6 separate regions of the Mus musculus genome follow, and regions 2, 3, 4, 5 and 6 are each linked to region 1. Evidence: chromatin contacts called from public ChIA-PET, HiChIP or PLAC-seq, Micro-C and promoter capture Hi-C data. All regions are on one chromosome and are shown on one strand. Each heading gives the region's core, a stretch centred on a gene start, on an enhancer-like site or on the middle of the called end of the contact. The rest is flanking DNA. Distances are from core to core; before and after follow the strand shown.

Evidence for each region. Promoter capture Hi-C pulls out the DNA fragments that hold promoters and counts their contacts. A called contact is a pair of places that touch in the nucleus more often than the background predicts. ChIA-PET counts read pairs in DNA pulled down with a chosen protein or histone mark. HiChIP or PLAC-seq counts read pairs in DNA pulled down with a chosen protein or histone mark.
Region 2: an RNA polymerase II ChIA-PET map of memory CD8 T cells shows a contact between it and region 1, with 54 read pairs. The contact joins the enhancer-like site here to the promoter of Tcf12 in region 1. A contact is called at or near these places in 1 of 39 promoter capture datasets (cranial neural crest), 2 of 115 datasets of contacts at active chromatin or transcription factors (effector CD8 T cells and memory CD8 T cells) and 1 of 9 other capture datasets (liver).
Region 3: a contact with region 1 is called in a promoter capture Hi-C map of hematopoietic stem and progenitor cells, with 2.6 times the contacts expected there. The contact joins the promoter of Mns1 here to the promoter of Tcf12 in region 1. A contact is called at or near these places in 16 of 39 promoter capture datasets (the 3T3-L1 cell line, 3T3-L1-derived adipocytes, the C10 cell line and 11 more), 1 of 484 Hi-C or Micro-C datasets (CD8 T cells), 11 of 115 datasets of contacts at active chromatin or transcription factors (the NIH/3T3 cell line, bone marrow-derived macrophages, cardiomyocytes and 8 more) and 1 of 9 other capture datasets (embryonic stem cells).
Region 4: a contact with region 1 is called in a Micro-C map of embryonic stem cells, with 1.7 times the contacts expected there. The contact joins the promoter of Cgnl1 here to the promoter of Tcf12 in region 1. A contact is called at or near these places in 1 of 39 promoter capture datasets (liver), 2 of 484 Hi-C or Micro-C datasets (both in embryonic stem cells), 2 of 115 datasets of contacts at active chromatin or transcription factors (cardiomyocytes and pancreatic cancer cells) and 1 of 9 other capture datasets (adipose tissue).
Region 5: a contact with region 1 is called in an H3K4me3 HiChIP or PLAC-seq map of the SCID.adh cell line, with 17 read pairs. The contact joins the enhancer-like site here to the promoter of Tcf12 in region 1. A contact is called at or near these places in 12 of 39 promoter capture datasets (the C10 cell line, the HPC-7 cell line, Sertoli cells and 8 more), 1 of 484 Hi-C or Micro-C datasets (cerebellar granule neurons) and 18 of 115 datasets of contacts at active chromatin or transcription factors (the 230-238 cell line, the NIH/3T3 cell line, the SCID.adh cell line and 13 more).
Region 6: a contact with region 1 is called in an RNA polymerase II ChIA-PET map of memory CD8 T cells, with 17 read pairs. The contact joins the promoter of Tex9 here to the promoter of Tcf12 in region 1. A contact is called at or near these places in 1 of 115 datasets of contacts at active chromatin or transcription factors (memory CD8 T cells) and 1 of 9 other capture datasets (adipose tissue).

Annotation. Positions count from the first base shown.
Region 1 is chr9:72,108,194-72,113,130 of GRCm38.p6, reverse strand. It overlaps Tcf12 (transcription factor 12), which reads left to right and starts at 1,312. Exons shown (of 21, transcript NM_011544.3): 1 at 1,312-1,555; 2 at 2,297-2,393; 3 at 3,383-3,455. The coding sequence starts at 2,319.
Region 2 is chr9:72,463,516-72,467,982 of GRCm38.p6, reverse strand. All of the region lies in intron 10 of Tex9 (testis expressed gene 9), which reads left to right. Among named protein-coding and RNA genes, the nearest start is that of Gm33004, 24 kb to the left of the region's middle. Within about 2 kb of position 1,967, at least 95 of the 459 cell types and tissues checked have an H3K27ac peak or open chromatin away from gene starts, as enhancers often do. A contact at or near this core is called in effector CD8 T cells and memory CD8 T cells, where this site is marked.
Region 3 is chr9:72,436,888-72,441,310 of GRCm38.p6, reverse strand. It overlaps Mns1 (meiosis-specific nuclear structural protein 1), which reads right to left and starts at 2,782. Exons shown (of 10, transcript NM_008613.3): 1 at 2,632-2,782; 2 at 1,850-2,071. The coding sequence starts at 2,634.
Region 4 is chr9:71,769,825-71,774,236 of GRCm38.p6, reverse strand. It overlaps Cgnl1 (cingulin-like 1), which reads left to right and starts at 2,635. Exons shown (of 19, transcript NM_026599.5): 1 at 2,635-2,728.
Region 5 is chr9:72,381,905-72,386,701 of GRCm38.p6, reverse strand. No RefSeq gene overlaps it. Among named protein-coding and RNA genes, the nearest start is that of Gm27230, 6.1 kb to the left of the region's middle. Within about 2 kb of position 1,746, at least 8 of the 459 cell types and tissues checked have an H3K27ac peak or open chromatin away from gene starts, as enhancers often do. A contact at or near this core is called in the SCID.adh cell line and double positive thymocytes, where this site is marked.
Region 6 is chr9:72,488,868-72,493,811 of GRCm38.p6, reverse strand. Tex9 (testis expressed gene 9) reads left to right here and starts at 1,853. Exons shown (of 12, transcript NM_009359.4): 1 at 1,853-1,886; 2 at 1,994-2,073. The coding sequence starts at 1,860. Gm33004 (a long non-coding RNA gene) reads right to left here and starts at 4,503. Exons shown (of 3, transcript XR_379620.4): 1 at 4,323-4,503.

The DNA.
Region 1 (4,937 bases), core at 63-2,562:
TCAAATTTCCTGGTTGTTCTGTGACTGCTTTTTGCCTCACTTTTGTATACACCAAATTACGGATAACCAAACCCTGTTCATTTAATCAATGATGCTAGACTTGGCTCAGAACTGTTTGATTTATATTGGAAACATCATCAAAGATCAGATCTCTCCTTGCGAAGACTTTCTTCTTGTCTGTTTGATTTACTCTGGCTAGATCTTGAGTTTGGAAGATGACATTCATTTTTTTTTTTTATAGCATTTGCAAAAATGTTCTCAAAGACTTCAGCAAATTGCCTATTTGTATGTGGGTTAACCATCCGCTAGTCTTAGTTGGAAACGGGATCGTTATCATTTTTTAGGTGAAATCATGCTACTTTGTTTAGGATGGAGACACACTCCACAAGTTGCCAAAGCATGTATGTACCTAAGTGGGACTGGCTTTGGGGGTGAGTAGGCTACCATTAGTTCTGGAATGGTCTATACGGAGGTCCCACATATAAACCTTAATTTGCTTCTCTGGTTGGACAGCTCTGGTTGCAGTAAGTACAGCAATGGCACATTTAACTATCTTCTTTATATGAACTTCTGAGGCCAACGGCTCCTTCTTACAGTCAGGATACTCAAGAGTTGGCCACTGTCTTCAATTCGTTTCTTTGGATGCTTGTCTCGAGTGTTTCTTCTGCTTGGGCCTGGCTGGTCTTCTCTGTGCTCGCAGACCTCAACACAATCACCTTAGCTTCCCCTCAAGTAAACCTTAACTTCCAAGGCCGAATTTTTCCCCTTTTTCTTTGGGGCTTCTTCAGGCCAAGTTCGGAACTTGCTCATCAAGACTTAACTTCCTGGGGCTGTCTCTCTGGTTACAGCAAAGGCCAGGCGCAATCCTTTCCCAGAACTTGGTGTTGCAGCGCGGGGCTCAGGTGGGACGGCACGCTCAGGTGAGCAAGCTGATGAGCGCGGCGTGAGGGGCTTTGCGCTTTTCCCACAGAGTCCGCCCACCACAGCTGCGGCTCCACAGCCGGCCTCGCCTCCCGCGTCCGGCGTGGCTGAGCTCCGGAATGGCTGCGGGTGGCAGATCCAGATGCTGCCCAGCTGCGTCCCCGTCGCGGCACTTCGGGGCGCAGTGAGCTTGAGGAGACGGCCGCCGCCCGCCGTGGGCTTTGTCCGTCCGCCGCTCCGCCCCGCCCCGTGCCTCCCCGCCCCCTCCGCGGTCCCACTTCCTCGGCGCGGGAGGCGGGAGCGCGCCGGGCAGCGAGGGGTTAAGCCGACGCGCTTGAGGCGCGGAGGGATCCGGAGGCGAGCGGAGCTCGGTGCTGAGGCCGCCTCAGCGGAAAAAAAAAAAAATGTCCGCCTGAGGAGACCCACAAGTTCTATCGGGGGGACAGCCAGCCCGCCCGGGGAGCCACGGGCGGCTAAGCCCGAGAGCCGCCCGAGTCGCGCCGACTCAAGCACTCGCGGGGGCCCGAGGCAACGCAGCCGCCGGCGGCGCGTGGGGAGGGGGAAAGCCTGAGCCCGCGCTCCCGGCCAAAGTGAACTTTAATCGGGAAGGTTGGATGCGGAGCCCGGGCGGCAGGTAACCGCGGGCGGCGGGCGGGACGTGCGGAACTCAGGTCCCTTTGTACGGCGCGGAGCCCGGGGCCGCGTCCAAGTTGCGGCGCGCGGCGGGGCGGAGGCGCGAGCTGCGGGGTCCAGGCCCGGGCAGCGGCGCTCGGCCTGCGCGGCGCTCGGGGCTCGGCGCTCGGGGCCGGGGAGCCGCCGAGCCCGCCTCATTGTTCCGCGAGTCCGGGGCAGGGCGGCCCAAGTGGGAGGTGGAGGCCGGGCGGGAGTTTGCGGGGCGCGGACGCGCGTGGGGCGCTCTCAACCAAGCCGGGGACCCCCGCTGGGGACGTCCGGGCCGCAGACGCGGGCCTGCGAGCGGCGCGCTCCCCGCAACTTGTCAGCTCTATTGTTGCTGAGCGAGTGAGTCACTTGGTCTCCGGGTCGCCGCCGCTTTCTCGCTCCCTCGCTGGGCGCGGGCTCGCTCCGTACTCCTCCCCGGGGGCACCCCGAAGCCGAGCCACCTTGGAAACTTGCGGGAGCCACGGAGCCACGCGTGGGCTCCCGTGTCGGAGCGGCTTCCGTCACTGTCCTTCGGGTATGCGTGGGGATCTGGCGTGTCGCTCGGCGCCCCCCACCCCGAGCGCTGCCTCTCTCTCTCTCTCTCTCTCTCTCTCTCTCTCTCTCTCTCTCTCTCTCTCTCTCTCTCTCTCCCTCTCTCTCCTTCTCACGTCGAGCGTCCGGGTGTCCGCGGCTCAGCCTGTCTTCTCTGCCTTAGGACCTGCTAGAAGTGGCTGAAGATGAATCCCCAGCAGCAGCGCATGGCCGCGATAGGGACCGACAAGGAGCTGAGCGACCTGCTGGACTTCAGTGCGGTATGAGAGCTTTCCTCCGCATCTTGGGGTTCTGCTGAGGTTTCCCGAGATCGGGAGCAAGAGAGAAAAGGGGGGAAAGCGACATGGCAGCGGGCAACTCCATCTGCTTTTCAGCGCTAGTTCTCAGGGCTGGAGTCCAGCTCCCCCAAGTTGGACACCTGAACTTTGATGTAATGTCTAGACTTGCAGATTTCAAACTTTAATGCCAGAGGGGTCATTTGATTTAACTAGTTAAAAGAAGAACAATGTAATCATGAGCTCTGGTTGAGTCACTCCCTTCTGATAATTATTAGAGATTTTAGACTTTATATGAAAGAAAAAAAATATTTTTTTTCCTGAAGACTTCTCAGCATTTCCCTCCCCACGACTTCATTTAGCCTGTGGTACCTGAGAGATGCCAGCTTCAAAAAAGCCAACCCCAGCGCTAGAATTCCCAGCCTTGTGAGCTGACTGCTTTAAGTATACATATGCCGTCTGCATATGTAATATGGAAAATGATTTAAAAATAAAAGGTGAAGCTATAGAGCCCATTGCCCTTATTTCTTACTAATGGATTGAATTTCAACGTTAACTGCTCCTAGAAGGCAGGGCCAATACCTGCTGTATTAGAACTGTTATTATCTTTCCTGTATGTGGTAATTTCATCGGACATGATTCTGATTGCAAGTGCTTATTAAGTAATGTTAATGTAATGAGAATCACTTAGGGCCAAAGTGAAGATCATGGGTAAAAATTTACTGTTTAAACTTAATTATCTTGTAATCTTGCCTGTGGCTGGGTTTTCATAGCAAATGTCACCGGTTCTCTCAAGCAATATTAGTAAATAATATCACTTGTTATTGCCAGCCTTGGTCTGAATGGGTCTTCCATTTTTATTTCAAATTCTCTATGAAAATTAGGAACCTAATTGATGACACTTGGTGAACTTTTCTTTGCAAGGAATATAGAAGAATTTTAAGATTAATAGGTACATTTGGGTTATTTTGCAGATGTTTTCTCCACCTGTTAATAGTGGGAAAACGAGACCAACAACACTGGGAAGTAGTCAGTTCAGCGGGTCAGGTAAGACGATGTTGAAAATCAGAAATTTCTATTTCAGAGCACTGACATATTTTAGTAGAAAAGTCTATAAAGCATTTTAGTGCCTGCCACACCATTTTTTTACACTGTCCGGTTACAATTATAAACTACTAGCGCCTCAAACTTGGAGAGTTGTTCTGAAGATTGCTTGGATGTTTTAAAGAATTTTAGCATGGACTTAAAGTTGCTCTTTTTGTGAATGTTAAGATTGAAAATTGTCTTGAGCATGATGGATTGTGTCATGACTGTATTTAGAAAAGTGCTTGAAGAAAGCTTTGTGGTTCACGGGTGTTCCTTTTATATATGCAGACATTTAATATATCTTCAGATCATTAGTGTTATTAAATCCTAGGCTCTAAAATGGATAAAAGTATTGTTTAATCTATGTGCATAAAAAGTAGAATTGAGTCAAACAATAATTAATAAGTTGTATTTATTTTAAAAAATGGGTTTTACACTGTAGGAAATAAGTAATTTTGTGGATATTAATTTAAAATGATAATTCTATATTAAAATAAGGTCTTATTTTAAATGACATAGGGCCAAATTTTTGTCCTGTAATCAAATTATATTAGGATATTTTTTAAAGTTAGATTCCTAAGCAATATTATTAATGTTAAATTTGCTTGCTTTTGGTAAACTATGTCATATTACTAAATAGTGTCCCACTTTAAAAAAAAAAACTTACAATTTAAAAGTAAGTATTCCAGAGCAGGGATACAGAAGTTTAATTTGTTTCATTTCAACTTATTCTTCAGTGTCCAAGAGATGGGGAGAAGAGCATTGAGAGCATGGTCCTGAGAAAACTGGCTGTAGTGTGTCTGGGCAGGAGCCGCTCAGTCACTGCTCACTAGAGCAGTGCTTCTCGTTTACCCTAGCAAAATCATAGCTGCTTTCCAGAGGGCTGTGAGAGCAGAAAGCCTGGAAATTAGCTTAATTTTATAACTGGCTTAACATTTTATTCTACTTCTACTTCATGTTTAGAAAAATGTTTCTGTTGAAAATCACACATCAGTTTAGCTGAACTCCATTTTTAACTATGACACTGAAGCATGTCATTTAACAAATCAAAGAGGAAAATAAAAGCAATTTGATTGCATGTAACCTAAAGGCTAGTTGTAGTGTTCTTGAGGAAATACTCGCCAGAGTCCAGCTCTTCCACCATCTCTCCTTTTGCTGGTAATCACTGGAACATTTCTGCTTTTTAGGAAAGAGGTAGAAAATTATTTGTAAAGAAGTGGCTGTATGCCATACCTCTCTTAGCATTTAGAGGACTTCTTGATTTTACAACTACTAAGAGTTTGTTGTCACAAACTTTTAGATTTACCTATTGTAAGACATAATAGGCGGGCGCCTGGTGTGTTCTGTGACTCTTGATTGCTATTTTATACTGTTAGCTTCCAATCAAGTTGTGGAAAACATATTTACCTGGGCATTGATCAGGACAGGAGCACTAGAAACTTG
Region 2 (4,467 bases), core at 718-3,217, 350 kb before region 1:
CCGCCATGTTCAGGCAGCACACAGTGATGCTCCACTAGGACATTGCCATTAAACTGGTTTCACACAGATCATAGTTTACTCAGTTCCCTTCCTACTGTGCCCTGTTTCTCCTCATTTACTGTCCCCTTCCTCCCTTCAAGCAGCTTCCAGTTTGCTTGAATATCATACAAATGCATATGCAAACCTAGAGTCTCCATGAGAGAAAGCAGCAATATCGTCTGAGTCTGGTCTGTTTCACTTGTTCTGACGACATGCAGTTGCGTGCGTCTTCCTGCAGATGGCATGCTCTCATCCGTCTATACTGTCTCCCTTTGCCTTTACCCACGCAACTGCCAACTTAGATTCCTTCAGATAGATATCCAGTGTGGTACATGTGGGTCACATGGTAAATAAATGTTTGTCTCTTCAGAAACCTTCATATTGCCTTCCCAGTTTCCATTCCCACCAGCTAGTGAATAAGCCGCTCTTCCCCGCGTCCTCACCAGCACTGGTCTTGATGGTGTCAGTTCTGACTGGGTGAGATGGGATCCCTGTGTAGTTTTCATAATAATGCGATTTGAGATTTTCAGACTGTAAGTTTTTTGCATTATTTATAGATTCTAGATATTTCTGCCCTTTCAGGTATCAGATGGCTAGATCTGTAAGAAAAATTACTTATTTTATGTATGCTTGAGTATATGTAAATACCATGTGTGTACAGGTGTCCACGGAGGTCAGGAAAGGGTGTCAGATATCTTGCACCTAGACTGCAGGTGGTTGTGAGCCCACATATGAATTCTGCGTACTGAACCCAGATCCTGTGCAAGAGATCTCAACCTTTGAGCCATCTCTCCAGCTCCATTTTCTGTAGTTATTTAAAGTATATAAGCGATACCCAATCTGCCTTTTTTTCCTTCATTCTCTATGTTGGGTTCAATTTCTTTTTTCTTTTTGAGACAGGGTTTCTCTGTGTAGCCCTGCTGTCCAGGAACTCACTCTGTAGACCAGGCTGGCCTCGAACTCAGAAATCTGCCTGCCTCTGCCTCCCAAGTGCTGGGACTAAAGACGTGTGCCACCATTGCCTGGCCAACTTCTTTTTTCAATTTTTTTCTTTTGTTAATTTTTCCACATGGACATGGAAACTGCACTGAAGCTTTTCCTTCTGTCTACTGGAAGAACTTACCTGGAAACTTTATTGCGTGTATTCTGTTGGCTACTTCCCACAAATTGGATTATTTTAAAATTTTTCATTATGCTATTTAAAACACTGATTTTCCTTCTGTTTTCTCCTTGAACACAAACATTACTTAGAAGTTTGCCACTCAGAACCCAAGGAGCTAAAGGGATCTGCAACCCTATAGGTGGAACAACATTATGAACTAACCAGTACCCCGGAGCTCTTGACTCTAGCTGCATATGTATCAAAAGATGGCCTAATCGGCCATCACTGGAAAGAGAGGCCCATTGGACACGTAAACTTTGTATGCCCCAGTACAGGGGAACGACAGGGCCAAAAAGGGGGAGTGGGTGTGTAGGGGAGTGGGGGTGGGTGGGTATGGGGGACTTTTGGTATAGCATTGGAAATGTAAATGAGCTAAATACCTAATAAAAAATGGAAAAAAAAAAGAAAAAAATGAAAGACGAATATCTGAAAGTCAAAAAAAAAAAAAAAAACAAAGAAGTTTGCCACTCTGTTTCCACATCTGAGGGGATCTCCCTCCCCCTCCAGATACCTTTCTCGGAGATTTCAGGTTAATCTCATCATGGATAGAGCACATGGTCTTTATAGATTTGTGCAGGCTTGTTTTATGATCCATAATATGGCTTAAGTTGGTAAATGTTAGTTTCATGTGCTTTCTGCCTTTGCTGGATGGAGTAGTCCTCCGATGTCAGCCACGTAAAGTTGCGTGACAGTTGCTGTGTGTGGCACCATCACAACTTTCTGTGTATTTACATCCGTGAGTAAAGGAGGAATATAAAGGAAACTGTGGCTATGTTAGCTTCCTCTTCAGCCTTATCTGCATCTACATCCTGTTTGTCAGGGCTGCCACTAGAGAGAACATTGGTGTCTTCTTGGTGAATTGGCCACTTTGAAAATAACTGTTTTCTTCCCAGATGTAGCCTGTGCTCTGTGAAGCCTTGATGTTCCAGCAGCTTGAACTCTGCTCAGCTGATGTCACCTCTGCCATGTCTCCTGTCCTTTCCCTGTTCACTGCTCTATGACTTGTAGATTACAGAGCTGAGGTTGGCTTTTATGACTCAGCTCTCTTAATATTATTTCTTATATGGACGGCCTGTCTGTTACCACAGAATTCCTTCCTGGCTCATTTGCACTTTTTTTTGTGCATGTCAGTATTTGTTACGAATCTTTAACTTACCATTATCTGTATTCAGATAACACAGAATTTCACAGATAACCTACAAAACTTTCAGCAGCTATCATACCCTCCTCATTATTGCATTATTTTTTATTATGGTTAACTATACATAGAATTTACACTCTTTTTACACATTTTTAAGTGTAAAATCTTTATTATGGTTTTGCAGTCTGCCTTTGTGCTTCTCATTATGGAAAAGTGGGAACGCAGTAGCCCCAGGCTCCCAGGCCCCTGCAGCCACTATTCAGTTTCTGATCCTGTGAATCTGACGTCTGTACGTGCCTCATTGCTGAGTAAAATCACATAGTTTTCTTTTTGATTAGCTTTGTTTGTTTGTTTGTTTGTTTTGTTTAAAACAGTGTTCTCGGGGTTGTTCCATCTTTTCAACTTTAACTTCTTTGGAAGGCTCAATAAAACTCGGACCTGCTCTTTGTTTTTCTTCTCTCGGTGGGCACTTGGGTTGTGTGCTCTTGGGTGCTATCTGGAGTGCCTAGACCTGATCAGAGGTGAGGATCATTTGGTTTCAGTAGCATCTGTGCCATTTCACATTTCCACTTGTAGAAATGGCCAAGTGTCCCCATATCATCAACATGAGTCATTTTGATTTTTATTGATACCAGTCATCCTAGTGGGTTTTGATTGCTTCATTGAGGTTTTAATTCCCACATCCTTAATTATAAGTAATGTGTTCAGCATCTTGTATTTAGTAACTATTTGTTCATCTTTAAAGAAGCATCTGGTCAAGTCCTTTGTTAATTTTTACATTTTATTGTATATTCAGGACATTAAGCCTGTGCCTATGTGGCTTGTAAATATTTTCTCACAGTCAGCAGACTGCCTGCCTTTTCACTGTTTATTGTGTCCCCTGTGGCCTTTGTGGGATAAAGTCCAATTTATTTTCTTTTGGTGTCATCTAAATCCAGTGTCATTAAGAGTTTTATACCTTCAGCCTTTTTAATCAAAGTGTTTATTCCATTCAGCGTGCGCGCGCACACACACACACACACATGCACACGCATGTATCTGGAGTATATACTATTTTTGCAGAGGACTCAAGTTCAGTTTCCAGCAGCTTCTAGCCAGCTATAACTCAAGTTCCAGGGGGACTGACACCTTCTTCTGACCTTTTGGCACCCAGCATGTCTGCAGTGCACAGACTCCATGGAGACAAAACATTCAAACATAGGAACAACACTAAAAACATAGAAAAATAAACACAAGAAGACAAGAGAAAATTAAATATAGGTAAATGGCATGGACCTCTCATAAACCCTCACATATACAGGTGTCAAGCAATCAGGAAAAGATAGTCTCTTGAAAAATGGTACGAGGAAACCCCGCAGCCTGTGTGTGTGTGCGCATGCGCGTGTGTGTGCGCCAGTGTTTATTGCCAATGATACACTTCCAATTATTCTAATATATAAATATTTGATTTGTTTTGAGCTGCCCAATATTAGTCTGTGAAAGGAACCCTTTTGTCTGTTGCTTTTGTAGCCTACAGGTTTGCTGAATCCATTTCTTGGTCATCATGATTTTCTTAGAAATCCTTAGGGATTTCCACAGCTGCAGTCTTGTCCTCTATGAGGAGTTGTCTTCCTCTCCATTGTGGATGTCATTTGTTCTGTCCCAGTTGCTTGGGTGATGTCTTCTAGTGCTACATTCAGCAGAAGTGATAGAAGCTGCTGCCTTTGCCTCAATGCTGACCAACACTGAAGCTTTCAGTCCTCACCACCTGTGTGTGTGAGCTGAGGGCTTTTTGTCATACAGTCCTTTTTATTGCTGTGAAACCAGCTGAAATGGCCACTCTGTGATTCCTGGTTTCATGTACTTCAGTCCTCCTTTTTTTTTTTTTTTTTTTGCCACTGCACCTAAAGGTTTGTTGATAGTCCACAGAGCAAACTTTGTTTCTTTGATCTATTAATTCACTTATATATGCTCTCAAATTTACCATTTACATTCCTGCTAGCTTCAGGGGTCTCCTTGCTCTTAGGAAAGGTTGGGCTGGTTTGAGCTCATCTGATCTTCGTTGTGTCACCGTGTGAGTATCCCGCCCGTGAGTGTCCTATTCTCTCCTGTAGGTGCTGGTGCTTGAGTAATTTTGTAAAATTTT
Region 3 (4,423 bases), core at 1,533-4,032, 330 kb before region 1:
CCAAGACTTGGACTCAATCCCCAGGACCAGCATGATAGGAGGAGGAAATGGGACCCCTGCTAATGGTCCTCTTCCCCACTACACAAGGGTGGGGGGGGGGAAGAGAGGGGGGAGGAGGAATTACTTTCTTAACTTGTCCTCAAGACAGTAAATAACAGAGGCTAGGGCTGTAGCTTAGTGGTAGAGTGCTTGCCTTTGCGTGCATGACGTCCTAGGTTCAATCCCCAGTACTGTCAGGGAAAAAACTGCAATTATACATGAATTCTTGAGTTCTGATCTCATAAAGATATTTCATGATCTGTTTTAAAAAATACTTATTTTAATGTGTATTGGTGTTATTCCTGCATTTGTGTATATGCACCATGTGTGTGCCTAGTGCCCACAGAGACCAGAAGAGGGTGTGGTAACCCCTGGAAAGAGAGTTACAGACAGCCCCGTGGGTGCTGAGAACTGTACCTGGGTCCTCTGCAAAAGTAACAAGTGCTATTAACTGATGAGCCATTGCTCCCGCCCCATAAAGATATTTAAAAAAAAAAAAAGACATATTTTTAAAGAGAAAATAAAAAATCAAAGAGGACAAAACTTTAAAATAATCCCAACATATGCAGAAACAAGTTCATTAAAAAAGTCACTATTTCCTCCCCAGTATAAGATGAACTGCAATCTAATCAAGTCTTCCTGGCTAACTGCCTTTTGAGACTATGGGAAAGATAAAGGCACACACCAAAGAAACCAGACAGATATAAAACCACACGCATCTAGAAGATAACAGGCCTGATATCTTCATTAGGTTAAACACAGGAAGTTAATAAAGGATGCATCGATGAAGTTCATATTAACAAAACATTGGCCATAAAAACTATATACGCTGTATGAACCTTGCCTGGTCCTGATTAAAAGAAGCCAACGCTAAGGACAGATTTCAGCATAGTACAGAATTTTGCTTAGAGGCATCTATCATGAGAAGATGACATCAGAACAACACTCGAAAGAAAACATCCCCACTTCATCAGATAGACCAATGGTTGCTAGGCAGAGTTAGGGTATATGGGAGTTTCCTTAAAGACATAATAAGAATAAAAAGATGGGAGGCCAGGGTTTTCCTGTTCAGAATTAAAGGGTCAGGTCTATGCTACTGGAACTTAGGACAGAAGGAAGCCGACACACTTTTAAGCCTTTCTTTTGCTATTTCCAGATCCACCCTCAAAATCCTGGACATAACCGCACGCTAGTGCTCAAAACACAACAAAACAGGGGACGTTCTTTTCACACTTAGGAGAAAATTCACTTGTCTCACTTCCTGTCTGTTTCCTCTTCTACTGCAATCTCCTAAAAAATATTTAGAAATACTCATGATAGATTTAGCCAGCAGAGCAGGATGTAAACACACGCATTCAATAACTGAATTCTTCAAAAATTAAAAATATGAGTAAGTGTACATCTCACACATATGTCCATCTCCTACCACTTTAATAGTGTCTATGTTTAACGTCATGAATTTTTAGAAAGGAAGGAATTTCTTAAATTTCTTATTAGAAATGTAGAGAAGGCAACACGGTTGCACTCACATAAACAAAACTGTGATGTTAACAATTACGGATTTCATGCTTATGTTTAAAAACAAAAATGGATATTCTTGCCAAATGCTATTCTAAAGTCTTTCGATTTGCTCGTTGTTAAAAGCATGCAAACTGACCAACTGACACCACGTTCTTCAGCTAAAATAACCAGGACTCCAAAGGATTCAGTCAGTTCCCAGCTCTCTGTATTTCCTCAACTCCAGGCAGGGCTGACAGCCATCTTTCACCTTTTCCAAGGAAAGAAAACTAACAAGGACATTGCAACTTACTTTTTGGATGGCTTCTTCCATGTCGAGCTCAAACTGCTCATTCTGCAGCACTCTGAGGAACCTCTGGCGTTCCACCTTCTCGTCGTTTTCATTTTGCACCACTTGGTTCTTGGCTTGCCTCTCTAACTTATTCATGACTTGTATGTTCAATGATTTGCGGAATTTTTCATCTACTAACTTCTGATGCTTTTCACTAAAGCTCAAAGCTCTCTTTTTGGTCGCCTACAAGTGCGAGGGGGAAAGGGAAATACACAGAATTCAATATTCTTCTTTCAAAAAGATACTGCTGAAAATCCCTATAATAAACACTATAAAATAGGTAACAGTATAAAAGGTCTTTGGCTTTAATTCAGGATATACTAATTAATATTTAAATATGATAATGTAAACTTAACGGCGTACTGATTGAGTACTACTAATAGTCCCTGTTTTGTAGTGGAAGCAGGAAAAGTTAAATTAAAATTCAACAGCGTCAGTGAGTGCGATGCGGATGCTCTCCAGCTGCAGCTTTACCACCAGAGAGTTGCCTTTCCCCCCACCCACAACAGAGCAGATTTAAAGATGTATCTATTTCGATGAGAGGGGGAAAGGTGCAGAAATGCCTGGAGTGTTCCTGGAAAAAAAAAAAAAAAAAAACCCAGAACCTTCTAGTAAGCAAATCGAAGTTTCTCACTGACCTCTCGGATTACGCACTTCAAATTGTATTTCAGAGAGCTCAAGACTACAAATAAACAGTTTGAAAGTCCCTGACCGACCCTTCCCCCGGCCTCCGAGCTGCTTACCATCTCGGTTGGCTTTAAACCTCCTCCTCCGGCAGGATGGGTCTCTGCCTCAGTTGCAAACGCGTCTTCCGGAGCAGCAGCCACGGCAGCGGATACCTGTGCACGCTGGGTTAAGTTTAAGCTGTGTCCCGGCAACCGCCAAAAATGCACCGCCCGCCCAAGAGGGACGCGGCCTCCCATTGGCTGGCACAATATCCAATCAGCACGGAGAGTCTTCGTTGCCAGGCAGGAGCGCTCCTTCCATAGGACCAAGCCAAAAGCGCGAAGTTCGGACGCTTTGCCCTAGCGGGAGCCGTTTACATCCGAAGGGAGCTAATCTCTGCGGTCTGGAGCCCAGCTAAAGCCCCAAGGAACCCCAATAAGCTCGGACTTGTCACTGCAGTGGACTGAGGGATGGTGCCCCTCTACCATCCTCAGTCGGTAGCAAGTTGCCTAACGTGGGTGCTGGGCCCTCCAAAAGAGCAGCAGGGCCCCCTACCGAGCCATTGCTCCATCCCTGATACACTCATTTTAGAGATGAAATATTTTGAGAACTTAGAGACACGGACGAGACCTATTTACTTACCTGGAACAGAAGCCACTGGATCGCTAGCGGAGTGTGAGACTGGAGAGCACGTGAAAACGGAACGGAACAGGTGTGGATGCATACTTGCAATCCCAGTGCTCTCTAAGGCCAGGACCACGTGCCGAGGGATGGCACCACCCACTGTGGTCTAGACCCCCCCCCCCATATTCATTAGTAACAATAATGATAATAGTCACCGCACGCCTTTAATCCCAGCACTTGGCAGGCAGATTTCTGAGATCGAGGCCAGCCTGGTCTACAGAGCCAGGACAGCCAGGTCTATACAGAGAAACTCTGTCTCAAAAAAAACAAAAAACCAAAAATAAATCATATATGAAACTGACTGTGGGGCAAAGCATATAATGCAAAGCATTCTTGGACTTAGGATGCAGCTAACAATCCCTTGGAACTCTACTAAGAATGTGGTTTGTGTAACTTTAAATTTTAGCTAATACATTAAAACCAAAAATTGTGTCTTGTGGAATATCATGGAACATCCTGGTGCATTGTATAATATTTAAATCAGTAAACATCAAAATATTTCTTTAGGGTTAAACAATCTTTTCCTCTGTGTGGTTTTTTTTTGTAATGTACAGCATATTACCATCCTACACCCCCACCTGGCTGTGCACCCCTGTACTTCTGACTATATTTTGCTAACTGCAGTCTAGCCCTTCGCCATTTCCCCCTGCCCTAGCCCCTGTCATCACCAATCTGCTTACAGTTTCTGTGAAATCAACATTGTTAAAGACTCTACGTGTTTTCACAATCATACTTTATCTTTTTTTCTTAAGAACTTTTTGAGATTTAACTTTACGTAAATAAAGTGTCTATGCGCCATTATGTGCCTGATGCCCACAAAGACCAGAAGATGTTATCAGCTCCCCTAGAACTGGAGTTAGAAATTCCTGGAGGTAGGTTACTGGAGCTGTCATGTGGGTGCTGGTTCCCAAACTCCGGGTAATCTGCAGGAATAGGCGGCGCTCCAAACCGTTGAGCCATCTCCCCAGCCCCACTCTGGCAGAGCAATATCTGTAGCACCATTATTATTTCAGCTGATCTCTCCAGTTCCATCCACACTGTCAGAAATGGTAAGACTTTGTTTTTCCCTGTGGTTGAATCTTATTCTTCTGTCCATTTATTCACTGATGGACACAGGATATAACCAGGACTTGACTACTGTAAATGGAGCTGCAACTAACGTGTGCATTCAGAGGCCTTCCGCAT
Region 4 (4,412 bases), core at 1,386-3,885, 340 kb after region 1:
TTTTTCTTTAGGCAAATTGCTGTCACTGACAAAACAACCCCCTTATCCTCTACCAGAAAAAAAAAAAATCCTCTCAGATTCTATCTCAGGGTCAAGCCTGTGAGTCTCCCACCGAGGAAAAGATACCGGAAAGGCGCGGCTCAGAATCTCAGAGGCTTTGACAGCACAGGCTTGCTCTCCCTTCAGGCTGGTGGGGCTTGAATATCTGTAGTGACAGCAGAGACAGGGACAGCGGCCTAGCCCAGGCAGATTCTGCTCCTCGCCTCGCTTCCCCATCTACTCCCCATATTTTTATATATTTTAATCATTAGACTACCTGTTGGGAAAGAAGGGGTCAGGCATGCTGGGTAAATGGTGTTTCTATGGTCAGCAAATGTTTGCTGAGCATGTACTTTCTGCAAACGCTCTCAAGGGTCTGAGTGGGAATAGACGGGTGGCAGGTGGTTCAGTTTCCTCCTCGAGGGAGGAGTCCCTACCCTCCCCGCCACAGACACCGCCCCCACACCCTTCCACTTCTCCCTCGGGTGAGCTGTCTATTTCCTGCCCCTGAGTGAGGGCTCGACACACTCATTTCCCAGTACCTGGTTTTGCTCATACGTTGTTTCTCTACCACCAGCCCAGCTACCAGCCCGCTGTTCACAGTTATCCCACAGTTCTATAAAACCTCAGTGGCAGCCGGGCAGTGGTGGCACATGCCTTTAATCCCAGCACTTGGGAGGCAGAGGCAGGAAGATCACTCTGAGTTCAAGGCCAGCCTGGTCTACAGAGAGAATTCTTGACAGCCAGGGCACAGAGACACAGGACACAGAGAAACCCTGTCTTGAAAAACCAAATAAAAACCCCAAATAGTTAAGTAAATAAATAAGTAAACAAACAAACAAATAAGTATATCACTTGATGAATAGAGGTTCAGATCCCAAGCTCCCACATCAGATGCTCAACCTCCTGTAGCTCCAGCAGGTCCCACATCTTCTCTGGTCTCTGTGAACACTGCACATGCATGGTGCACACATATACACCCAGGCACACATGTAGACATGAAATAAATACATCTTTAAAAAACATACCTCTTTCCCTGTGGTCCTATTTCTGTTTCTGGAAACACATCTGGTTACCAGTTTTAGACGCTCTCTGGGACCGTCCCTCCCCACACGGATTCCTCTTGTAAGCCTCCTCCTGGTTTGTACGGTTCTGCCAATCCCGGTGTTCAGAGCCATTTAGGTGCAGGTTCCACTGCAGGCATTTTGAGGTGTCTAAGGCATGGTTAACATGTGTCTGCGCCTGTGTTATATGACACCCTTTCTATCGTCCAGCACAGCCTCCCTTACAGTTTGCCTAATTCCAGATATACCCAAAACCCAGATGTCTTTGCACTGGCAAGCAGTCCCGTTGAGAACACTGTTCATGCAGTTTTATCATCTACAAAGCCCAGACTTGAGAACTAAGCAATCAAGTTTCACAAAAACGTGCAATGTTTTAAGTAGGCTTACTACTTTCTTTTTGTTGGGAGGAGGGACAAAGGTTGCATTCATAACTATACTCGGCTGACTAGGCGTGGAGCATGCCTGGTAGACCCACTGTTTCCAAAGGGGTCCAGGGAGAATAGCTTCCTCCTTTGTCTTCTTTTTAAAGATCACTTGAAAATATTTTTTTTTCAAGTTTTGCCTGCATGTATACCTGTGCGCCACATATATGCAGTACCCGAGGAGGCCAGAAGATGGCACTAGATCCTCCTGGCACTGAAGTTAACAAAGGTTTTGGGAGCTGTCTTGATGGTGCTGGGAATTGAACCAGATCTTATAGAACAGAAACAGATCTTAACTTCTGAGCCATTTCTCCAGCTCTGTAAATAAATACAAGCACGTTTCATCACTGTGCAACTTTTCTTCTATTGCTGTTGCAGTTTTCCTACAAAATAATCACTATTACTTTTTGAAATCTTTTCACGTTACTGTTTTGAGTGACTGAATTTTTGAGTGTTGATTTTATTCAACATGTTTGTCAGTAAACATTTACTTATTAAAATACTGTAAGACACATGCCATTTCTGCAGTCCTTTCTTCAGGAATAACAAGCCGTTGAGTGAGTGCCTCGCTCACTTTACAATGGAGGAAACTGAACTTGGAAATGACACCCTGGCCTTCCCAGTTGGCAATGTAATGCCACCTTCCCTGGAAAACTAACTAAACTAGGGCCTGAGAGTTTGTCTCTAATGTCTGTGCTGCTACCAGGAGCCAGGTGACCTCAGAGCTAGGCCCAGCTTTAGCTTATAGACGTCACTTTGTCACTTCGTGCCTTTTGTGATTTGCTTCTAGGTGACAGAACAAGGCTGAGTGGAAGAATGGGGGGAAACTGAGATCTGGGGTGGGATTGCGGAATAGGGAAAGTTTCCTGGAGGAGGGGTTGTAAGGGGGTGCTGAGAGAGAGAAGAGAGTGGCTGCGGGTGGGAACGGGGTGCTGGTATGGGCGCAGGGAGGTCTCAGGGCGCAGATGGGGCAGGGTTTCAGGGATCGCCCGGGACTGTCCGCGAGGGGCCGCAGTCCTCGGTCCGCCGGGTCCTGGGTCGCTGGGAGGGTCCGGACGCAGACCCGCCTGCTCCTCCTCCCGGGAGGGCGGGCGACTGCAGGGCGGGGCGGGGCTGGCGCGGCCTCCTGGCGACGCGGCGGCCGCTGCTCTCCGGCCCGGCTCTGCGGGCAGCTGCCGGAGCGGGACCCTGGAGGCAGAGGCGGTAAGTGAGCTCCGAGCGGGAGCCCGGAGGGTGTGCGCGGGACCCCGGAGCCCAGACGGTGCCCGGGAACTCGACAGGCTCGAGCTCCTGCAGCTTTGCGCAGTGCTCAGCCTCAGCGTCGGTCGTGGGATCCGGGCGCCGCGGCTGCAGTCCCGGGGCTGGAGGTGCGCTCCTGCCTCCTACGCTGAGCCCAGTACTGCAGACGAGTCGGACAGTTGGTGGCGAGCCTGTACAGGGCTCTAGTGACAGCTGCGGGCGAGCCCCACGGAGCACCGCACTCCCAACCCTTCCCTGCAGTGTTTGATCTCAGTGCTCTTTAAGCCATTCCTTAGAACAGGCTGGTGGCCGCTCCGCTGTCCTGGCCCCGCGTGCCACTGCACTGTCCAGGCAGGTCACCCCGAAAGCCCTTAAACCACGAGAGCACTTTTTTCGCTTTCTGAGGGACTTTTCCAAGTTGCATCACCGTTTGGCTTCAAGGTAGGTGCCTGGCTGTGGTGTTGGACTTACAGAGACTTTTTTTTTTTTTTTTAAGAACTTTGTATATTTACTGTGTGCGTGCCCTTTTACCCCAAGAACCCTTCCAACGCCGAGTACCCTGCTCAAAATACTGTAGGAGTTCTTTTAAAGAGGACTTGGCTTGCAGAGTGGGCTACACACCTGGTGAGATTTAAATCAAAACCAATGAAAAGATTCTCACCTTCCTCGCGCCCCCCACCCCCACCCTGGGTACATCTCTACTCCAGGGGTCTGGGGGTAGTCGGCGGTGGGAACTTTTAAAAAGCGACCCCGGGTGGTTCTGGGTGCAGCCAAGTTTGGAAGAGCAGAGCGCTCAGGCTCCTGACCCACCTCTCCACCAGGGGAGCCTGTGGACGCAGCCTGCTAACCTTAGACCGCAGGTGGTGCCATTTAAAAAATAAAAGTTCTCTTTGTTCCTAATTCTATTTACAGTAAATATTTCCGGGGGCACTTTCTATTTAGGAGGTTGGAGTGTGGGCATTAAATTCTGAAGTCATTGCCAGAGTCAAGGTTATATAGTCCTGTCAGGGAAAACCAAGTGATTCGGAAAAGTGTCTCAGATGAAGAGAACACTTAGGATTTGGTGAGCTTTTGTAGACCTCCTCCTTACACAGGCACGTGTGTACAGACACAAAAGCACTTGTGTTACATAAACGTGGGGATTTTCCTGGGAGTGGAGAGACCCTGAAGGGTTTCATTTGTGAGTTAGTTATTTTTGATGTGTGCTCGCGTCCTCAGGAGCAGCCATGTGTATGTTCCTTGATAGAATAAATAACACCTGAGTTAGGGGGTTAGCGTTTCCAGTACCAAGGCAGAGCTCAGCTCAATCGCCTGTCAGGTGACCTAAGATTGATAGGACAATGGGAAGGCTGAACATCTGTTTGAATCCGGTGGTTTTCTGTCACATATGTTTTATGGGACGTTTTGTCACACGTGTTTTAGGACAAGACGGTTGTCCCTGGGTTAACAGTCATCTCTAAGTTAACGCTCTCTGGTATTCCAAGTATGCTCTCACAAGTCTCCTGGTGGTTGCTGCAACGTGGCCACTAATCAGACTTCCCTTTTCCTTAGGCGATGGTCCTGTATATTGTCTTTTTGTAGTATCAGGATGATGTCCCTTTATGGGTGCCCTGGGGAGGGTGTTTGTCTCTGATCTCTGACATGAGCT
Region 5 (4,797 bases), core at 497-2,996, 270 kb before region 1:
CTTTGTTGACTCTTGTTTTTAATTTGGGGAGTATTGCCATCTGAACACAACTAACGCCTCCCATTCATAGTGTGGGTTAGGGCTCCATTGGTATAACTCGCTAATTTTCCCTGACAGGGGTTTAAAGTTTTCAACATGAAGATCTCACTCTTCATGATTCCTAAGAATTTTAGTCTTTAAATGCTATTGTGAATGGAAAGAATTTTTTTTGAAAAGAATTTTTTAAATTGCATTATTAAATTGTTACATTGGGAAAATAAATTAATAGGTTAAAAAAATAAAAGTAGGGGCAGAGAGATGTCTGGGTTGGCTGAAGCTTGTGCCACAGAGTCTGAAGACTTGAATTTGAGCCATGAGACCCACGTGGTGAGAAGAAGGAACCAGTTCCTCCCATGTTGCCCTCTGACCTGCTCGGGCTTGCTGGGCACACACGTGTGCCTCTCATACATGCAGCCCATATGGAAAAATTGTTAGATCTTGATACTATAGCCTTGCTAACCATGCTTCTTGCTCATATTTTTATTTTGCTTTTATTAGATTCCCTAGGGTTCTTTCAGAGAAGAAGGAAAATTAAGGTTCTTCGGGAGTGGTGGTGGTGGGGGTAACATTTCTTTATTACGATGTCAACCATAACTGCTTGAGAAAAGAAAACCTGAAACAGCATCAACAGAAAGAAACCAACCAACCCTGGGCCGCGGATGGGGGCTGGCCTAGAAGGAGGTGAGCTTAAGCTTTGATCCTCCTGACTCGCCTTCCCCCGCGCTGAGATGGCAGGTGTAGTCCTGCACTTCCTGTTTGATGCTTGGATTGAACCTACAGACTACACAAACACTAGGTACTGAGCTAAGTCATCAGCCCTGAGTTTAATCTTTCCTATAGACTGACATTCTGTTTTAGGGATAGTTTAAATACAAATAATCTATTTTACCATTTGTTTGAGTTTAATGTGTGGTTCAAAATAAACAATACCAGAGCAAAATAAAGTAAGACAAGATCCGCAGAGAAGGAAGCGAGCCAGAGAAGCCCCATCCTTCTCTTTCCCAATGAAAGCAGTTCATTCTCATCCTGAATATTAATTCCTGGCAAAGACAACTATTTAGCCTTATGCAAACTGACAGAAGAGAACTGTGTAGCTTGGTCATTTTTCTTATATCATATTGGAACTTCGTTGGAAAAGGCTGCTGCATAATCATACCGTTACGAAAGGTCACGTGGACAGACATCACACAGGTTAGGTCAAGTAGCTGTGTAACCCTCAGTGTTATTCCCAGTTGGCCCCAGGAAGTTGGCGAGGACGTTCTTACTGATGTCCCAGCCCTTTGGACTTCACTGATGCTGAGGTCAGCAAGCCTGGGAGTCTCCACCAAGCCCTCGTGCTCATTCATAGATCGCAGCGGTAACGCTGGGACTCTCTGGCAAGGCTCTGCCGTTTATTCATAGACAGCAGTGAGGTTGTGATATGAACACAGAAGGAACACAATTCTTCATTACTCTGGGGTAAATGACCAGGACTACAATCACCGAGTTGAGGCTTTAGGCATGTTCCTTTTATCGAGACACTGCCAAGCCGTTTTCCAGAGGGGTCTGCCCTGATACCTCCCACCGCACTACTTCCCACTCGGAGCAGGAGGACTCAGGTTCTGGTTGCCACTGCATTTTTAGCTGGGATGCTTTATTGTGGTTGGAATTTACAGTTCACTAGCGATGGGTGGTGCTGAGCCCAGTGCCATGTGCTTCTTGTCATCCACGCGCGTGCCTCCTGGATGAAGCGGTTCTTTAGATGGATATGATAGGGCTGTGGCTTCATGAGCTGCGCCGGAGACTGTAAACTTTTAGCGGTGTATCCATTCTGACTTAATTTGCATTAAATTGTGAATCTGAGGCTGAGACTCATTGCTTACACCTTGGGTGCCCATTCGTTCCATCGCTATTGAAAGGGACAACATCACGTTCATTGAGATTGGCTTTGCACGTTAGTCAGCACCTCGATGAATATATTTCTGTGAATATATCTGGCTCTCCTTTCTGATGTCATGAAGTCTTGATTGTTTTCACTAGTTCAGCTTCTCTTTCCCTAATAATTTCTGAAGAATCTAACCTGCTTCTAAAACACATCTTGCTGAACTGTTGATAAGAACCAGGTATACCTGCGTACAAATCCAAGGAGGATGGATGGACTGGGTTACCGCTTCAAGTCAGGACCTGCAGCCTGACTCTTGGTGTGTCTGCACTTCCTAGTTTTCAGCCCCTAAGTCCTATATATGCCTTGTTGGGATTCTACCTAAGTGTATTTGTAAATAAAACTTTATTTTTAAAATTTGGTGTTTGTATGTCCTTTTTTGGAGTATAGTAATAGCTAATTTGTTGATATTCTGAAACTTTGTTGAACTCAGATTAGCACTTAATGGGATAAAGACACTGGTGTCTAAATCCCACCAACAATCATTACTATTAAGTAAATCTTTATTAAGCTTATGGGTTACCAAAAAAATATTAAAAAGTCGTTTAAAAAATTTTATACTTTAAACTACATATTGAAGAAATGTTTATTTTATTCATGCCATTTTTACATTTAAAATATCTGTTACTTCCCATATTTCCTTCTTTAAGACTTATGTGTTTGTGCCTGAGTGAATGCTTGCACACCCTGGGTATGCAGGCATTTACACAGGCCAGAAGAGGGCATAGGATCCTCTAGAACTCGAGTTACAAATAGTTGGGAGCCACCCCACCGTGTGAGTGCTGAACACAAGTCCTCCAGAAGAGCAGCCAGTGCTCTTAACCACGGAACCATCACCTCAGCCCCGAGATTTACTTTCCTTTTAATTATGTACATGCGTTTGTCTGTAGCCCTTGGAAGCCATCGGTGTTAGTTAGACATCTTTGGGGCTGGAGTATCGGCTACCAGGGTGACTTGGGTGAATTGTCTCTCCAGTGCTACTAGCCATGCTATTGCAAAGATTGAAGAACACGAATTAAAACTCAAGACGGAAGTTTTTAGTGAGAGAGGAAAGTTATACAATCCGAAGAGAAACCGGAGCATCGGATGTTCTCACAGGGCTCTTTTAGCTGTCTCTTACTCTTGAATTCATCTCTCTTGGGTAAAGCTCTGGTTTCATAGCCTATGAAGGCCATCTTTACTCACAGATGGCTTGAAATGAATGACCTGTTTCTTCCTGTAATTACAGTCATTATCATCTGAAGTTTTACTACACGTACAGTTGGCTAAGGCATAGGTTGCCTGAATACGACTTCCTGGAGACTCTGTCTTTTCTTTATTAACCCATACTTGTCCTATACTAAACTCCCATATTTGTGGGACCTTATTGATGGGCTGCCTTCTACTCCATTTATCTTCTGTTTGGATATTAATTCTAACTGTTGATAAATGAGTGTGCCTCAATTTATCTTCTGCTCAAATCTTATGAGACAATGAGGAATTTCTCAGCTTAGCTTGTCTTCCTTTCCTTTCCTTTCCTTTCCTTTCCTTTCCTTTCCTTTCCTTTCCCTTCCCTTCCCTTTCCCTTTCCCTTTCCCTTTCCCTTTCCCTTTCCCTTTCCCTTTCCCTTCCCTTCCCTTCCCTTCCCTTCCCTTCCCTTCCCTTCCCTTCCCTTCTTCCCTTCCCTTTTCTCTCTCTCTCTCTCTCTGTCTCTCTTTCTTTCTTTTTCTTTTTAATTTTTTGAAACTCAGTCTCATTCTGTAGCCCTGGATGGCCTTGAACTTGCTGTGTAGACAAGGCTGGACTTTGACCTGGTAGAGATCTGTTTGCCTTTGCCCCTGGAGTGGCTGGAATTAAAGGTGTGTGTCACCACTCTTGGCCCAGCTTAATGTTTTAAGAAACTCAATGCAAAGCACTACTCCTTCGATTATACTACTTTATACCTAATTATAATCATGATCATAGTAAATGAAAATAAACTCTCTAACAGCAAAAGCTGTAACAGCCCAGAGTAGTGGGAAAGCACTTTGATACCTGACGCCAGCCAATGACCTGGTGGCAGGGACTTTATTTAGATTATTTGCTTAAGACCTTTAACACACAAAATCCCTTTGTCATTTTTTATGGTCCCCTCCAAGGAATGAGTGGTAATTATGTTTTGTGCAGCAAATGATGCTTCTCTGATTGCTTCGCCACTTTGGTTCATTACAACGGGGCAAGAATGAGCTCACATGCTCTGAATTACTCCAGAAGTGTGCTTTCAAGTAAGTGACCCTTGGCACCTTTTCAGATTGATATGTGAAAACCCAGAGGCAGCTTTGTCCAGAATTGTTCCTTCACATACCAATAAATTAATCATTCCTCTGTCTGAGAAAGTGGAGATGCTAAAAATGGGAACACCTGAGAAAAGAATCTTGTTTTTAATAATGGAGTTAGAAGCTGGGAATTATTTGTCTGAAGTTCTGCTGTTTGGGATTTGTTGTTTTTTAATTTTGGCAGTGGTTATTTTGTAAAGACAGGGTCTCACGTAGCCCAGGCTGTTATTGAATTAACTGCAGCGAATCTTGAACTATTCATCTTCCTATCTGCTCCTCCCAAGTGCTGGGATTACAGGTGTATGCCACCATACCTGTCTTGTGCAGTGCTGTGGATGTGACCCAAGGCTTCGTGCTTGCTAGGTGTCTTAGGGTTTACTGCTGTGAACAGACAACATGACCAAGGAAACTCGTATAAGGACAACATTTAATTGGAGCTGGATTACAGGTTCAGAGGTTCCGGTCATTATCATCAACATGGGAGCATGGCAGCATCCAGGTAGGCATGGGGCTGGAGGAATATCTTGTTCCAAAGGCAAAAAG
Region 6 (4,944 bases), core at 604-3,103, 380 kb before region 1:
TGTGAAGAGGGAATGTTCTGCTGACTTTGCATGAGTTTTTTATAAGTGCTGATAGACTTAAAAGATGGTTGCTGGTGCTGTTTAGGATCCCTGTGTCTGTACTGGTGTTCTGTCACGTGACCTGCCCCTTACTGTAAGAGGCATGTTGGAGTTGCCATCTGCAGTACTGGTATGACAGCTTCCCCTTGCGGTTTGTAGTCTTACTGACTACAGCTTGACAATTCTGCATTAGGCAAATGAATGCTAAGGATTAGCATTCTAATCTAATTCTCCTTGAAGAATTAAGGTTTTCCTCCCTATATAATGTTCCTCTTTGTTCTTAATAATTTTTCTGAAATCATCTTGTTTAAAGTGAATTGGATACTGTAGCTTAATTTTGGTTAGTGTTAAGCATGGCCTGCCTTTCTCTAGCCTCTAACTTTAAAAATAACTCATTTAAAAATGCTTTAACATTTTGATTTATTCACATATTTACCATTCACTGCACATAAAGTGTACTATTCACTGATTTTTAATAAATTTAGGGGGATGTGCCACCAATACCAATCTATTAATAAAAGAATTAATAGATTATCTACATAGCTACTACATGATCACTGACAGCACAAGGCTCAAATATCTCCACATAGTCCCTCATTTGTTCCTGTCTCCTTTTAGTTACAGTGACCTTAGTGCGTAGGAGAGGGTATCTTACACTGGTTTTGGGTTTCATCTATCTGAAGACCCACACTACTGAGCATCTTTTTATATGTTTTAGTTATCTGTGTATTGTCTTTGGATAAATGCCTATAAAAGGCCCCTTAGTGGTTTTTTTGTTTTGTTTTGTTTTTTGTTTTTCAAGACAGGCTTTCTCTGTGTAGCCCTGGCTGTCCTGGAACTCACTTTGTAGACCAGGCTGGCCTGGAACTAAGAAATCTGCCTGCCTCTGCCTCCCTGAGTGCTGGGATTAAAGGCATGCACAACCATGCCCGGCTCCTTAGTGTTTTTCTTTTTTTATTCTAATCGTTCTTTATATGTTGTTCAGACAGTTGCTTATTTTTCTGGGGGCATAGCAAAAAAAAAAAAAAAAAAAATCTCCGAATTCAGACAGTTCACACACATGGTGCTTATGGATAGGTTTTCATTTAGCTATGATGTGGAATTCCTTTTTGAATCTGGTGTGAAATATCAACCGTACTTTGTTCTTTTATGTGGGGACATGCAATTGCCTCCCATTGGTGCAGAACCCTCTATTCCTCTTGAATGACCTTGGCGTCCTTTAAATGGGAAGGCTTATTTCTAGACTCTCAGTTTCATCCCCAAACAATCAGATGCTGCCCTGTGTTGCCCTGGGTCTTAAGCATGAGATCATTTACATCTCAGTTACTAGGTGCTGTTGATGCTATTCTTAGTCCTGCCTTGCAGAGGAAGTGGTTTATATCTGTGAATGGTATGTCTGGACTCAAACATGCGCCAAAATTGACTGCCTGAGCTCTTAGCCGTGGCGTGAGTAAATATTCACAATCAGAAGTATAGAACGGCACTGAAAAATCCATTTTAGCAAAAACTACTGTGAGTGGGATTGGCCTACTGGGCTGGAGAAACACTCCCAGAAAGGGGCTTATACTTGCGTGTTGTCTGCGTGGTGGGCTCTGAAACCCTTCCATCTCCAGGCAGAGGACTCGCAGGTTTGTGGATTAAAGCGCTAGTCTCAATGGGTGAAGGGAACCCAGGAGCTGCTGGTCAAAGCCTATGCAAAAGCTGTTCGAGGTGGAGACAGAAGAGGCTGCCCTTTGGCGGGAGGCTGCCCGAGACCTGAGAACTCTCGCGGGAAGATGTACGGTCACCACGGCAACCGCATCGCCCCGGGGTTGGTAAAGATGGCGGGGCGAAGTGTTAGAGTGCCGGTGAGTTCAACCCCAGACTACTGACCAGTGGTTGGGCTGCGGGCTGGCGGGCGGGACGGACGGACACCGGACTCTCTTGAACTTGAGCTCTGCAACTCTGTCTGCAGAGACGCGGTTCTGCAGGTACCCAGTCGCGCGGGCAGCTTGCAGCTGGACGGGACCTCCTCGCCCGGGAACAAGAGTACAAGTGAGCATCCCTCATATTTCCAGGGCGGTTACTGGGGTGCCTTTCCTGCAGGTTGGCTGCATATAGGGACCCTCTCTTTCTCCTCATTACCCCTTAGCCTTGGCTCTTTCACAGTAGTAGCCTGAGAAAATATTTGTAGGGGCAAAACTGTAGTCCACAACCGTGTTGGAAGGCAGGAGGGTTCACATGGAAGTGGCTTGGAGCACAGGAATTGCCGCCGAGAGGGAAATCCCCAGATTTTGAGGATTCTCAAAGTACTAGAGTTTACTTTGCACAAATTTCTTGGAGGCTTGTTTTCCAAATGAAAAGCTCCTGTCTATAGTGGGGTCCTGTGTGTGTGTGTGTGTGTGTGTGTGTGTGTGTGTGTGTGTGTGTGTGTGTGTAGAAGAATGATATCCCTTCCTTGTCTTGTTCTCTGACAATTACAAAGCTCTTGAAAACACAGGCTTCACGATGTCTGCCTACCCCCACTGCCCTTCCCCAAGTTTCTTGCAGAGGCCAGAACGATCTTTTCATTTTCGTTTCATTGCACTGCTTGGAACTGCATTTAGTTGTTGTCATTGCCCCTGCAAAGTTTTGGCAACTCTGGCACTTTCATTTAACCTGCGTGTCGGCTCTTACATAGTGTGGAACTCTTCGGTCACAAGGGACGTGGGTCTTTCTTTCCTCTCTTTTCGAGGGAATCACACTTGCCTTCGGACTGTAAAACTCAGAGGGGCCTCTGACAGTGCTGATCAGGGCCCTAGTTGTTTAATAATTTTTTTTGCAATTAGCATATTTTGTTAAAATAAACTCACATGATGGCTTTTTTTTCTCCCCGAGACAGGGTCACGACACAGCTGTGGCTGTCCTGGACCTCACAGAGCTCCTATCTGCTCAGCCTCTAGAGTGTTGGCATTAAAGGCATGCACCACCATACCCAGCAATAGTTTACTTTTCTATATTCTGCCGCCTCTCCTGGACTCTGAACTCCACTAGGGCAGAGATTATGTCTGCTTTATTTGCCATTTTATTTACCCTTTTTTTTTTTTTTTTTTTTGGTTTTTCCAGACAGGGTCTCTCTGTGTAGCCCTGGCTGTCCTGGAACTCACTCTGTAGACCAGGCTGGCCTCGAACTCAGAAATCCACCTGCCTCTGCCTCCCAAGTGCTGGGATTAAAGGCGTGGGCCACCATGGCCCGGCTTCGCTTATTTTTTTTTTTAAGTATATTTTAACTTTTAAAATTGAAAGCATTTAAACTAGCTTGTTTCAGGTACAACAAGAAGAAGATACGCATTTCAGTAGTGTGAAGACCTTCAGCACTGCTCTGCTGTGGTTCATGCTGTAGAGCCCTGTGAATGCTGGTGGAGACCACCATCTGCTAATTTTGATAGTGTGTCTTCTGTGTATGCCTTTTTCCCTGTTTATGACAATGAAAAGTGAAATACAAACAGTAACCACAAGCAGCTGTAATTTTGAAGAGCTCACATTAATAATTCATTATTTTATTTTAGGTTTGCTCCAGGAATTGGGTAGATAGATCCCTTTTAAAATAGGCTCTAAAAAGTTGTTTGCTTTGATTTCTAACTTGACTAAATGTAATTTTTAAAAATTTTGATGTAGCCGGGCGTGTTGGTGCACGCCTTTAATCCCAGTACTTGGGATGCAGAGGCAGGTGGATTTCTGAGTTTGAGGCCAGCCTGGTCTACAAAGTGAGTTCCAGAACAGCCAGGGCTATACAGAGAAACCCTGTTTCAAAAAACCAAAAAAAAAAAAAAATTTTTTTTTTTATGTAAACTTTTCTCCACACTTTAATTCAGGTCATAAACTCCACATGGCAGAGGAGTTTATGGCAGGCAGGGCACCTCGGTAGGTCAGGAAACACAGAGTTCAGGCAGGAAGTGAGGCTGGACTGTAAGGCTAAGAGACCTCTCCTGGTACCCTACTCCAAAAGCTACACCTCCCTAACAGCACCACAGGCTGGGAACCCCCCCGGGGGAAGTTAACTTTCAAACCATAACAGTCTGTCCCTTCTCCTTTCCCCTTTTTCAAGTTAGAATTCTGATTACAAATTTTTAATGTGTTTCTCTCTGTCTTTTATGGTGTAAATCCCTCCTCTCCCTTCTTGTGCCTGCCTGTTCTCCCTGGTGGCTAATGGGATGTGTTATTCTTTTAAAGCCGTCTTCGGCAGGGCTAGGTTTCAGAGCCCTTACCTTCTAGATGAGAAAATGTCCTCGTAGCCTGGCTGTGAGTTTCTCCTACTGGCTTACCTCTCTTCTGCACTAAAGTTGGATGAAGGTTGGCAGCCTGACTCTGAACCGCCTGGACCCCTCCTCCATGTGTTTGAACTCCAGGGTAGTCCTTCTCCACCTCATCACCTGAGGTTGTGGGCAGAGTCTTTATGGCCACTTGACTCACATGCACACTGAGTTCTCACTGCTGGGGTGTTGTGGCTTCTATTCCTCTGTGTGGCGCTCTCGTAGAATTTTGAGTCATTCTTAATTCGAGGCCATTTCCTTTGAGCTTGAGGTTAGTGATTATTTCTACCATTACATTTTATCTCTCATTTTAATGAATTTAGAGTAGAAAAATAGGCTTAATCCTCTTGGTTGACCTGCATTGACTCTTAAGTTTCAATTTAAGTCCTCCTGATTATTCTAGGAAACAATTGAAAGTCACTTTAAGTATAGTAAATCTGTTTCTTAGATACTTCTCTTTTAACCAAGTAATTCTTGCAGGTGAGACTGTTTTAAGAAAGGATGTGGTGCTATCTGTCCTCCCCTCCCCCTCTTCCTTAGGTTAGGGGTTAGATTCTCCTGTTACTTTAGAATTATGGGCCAATGAGCCTTCCTGAGAACTCCTTGACAGAATTTCAGCCATGGTTGGAAATGG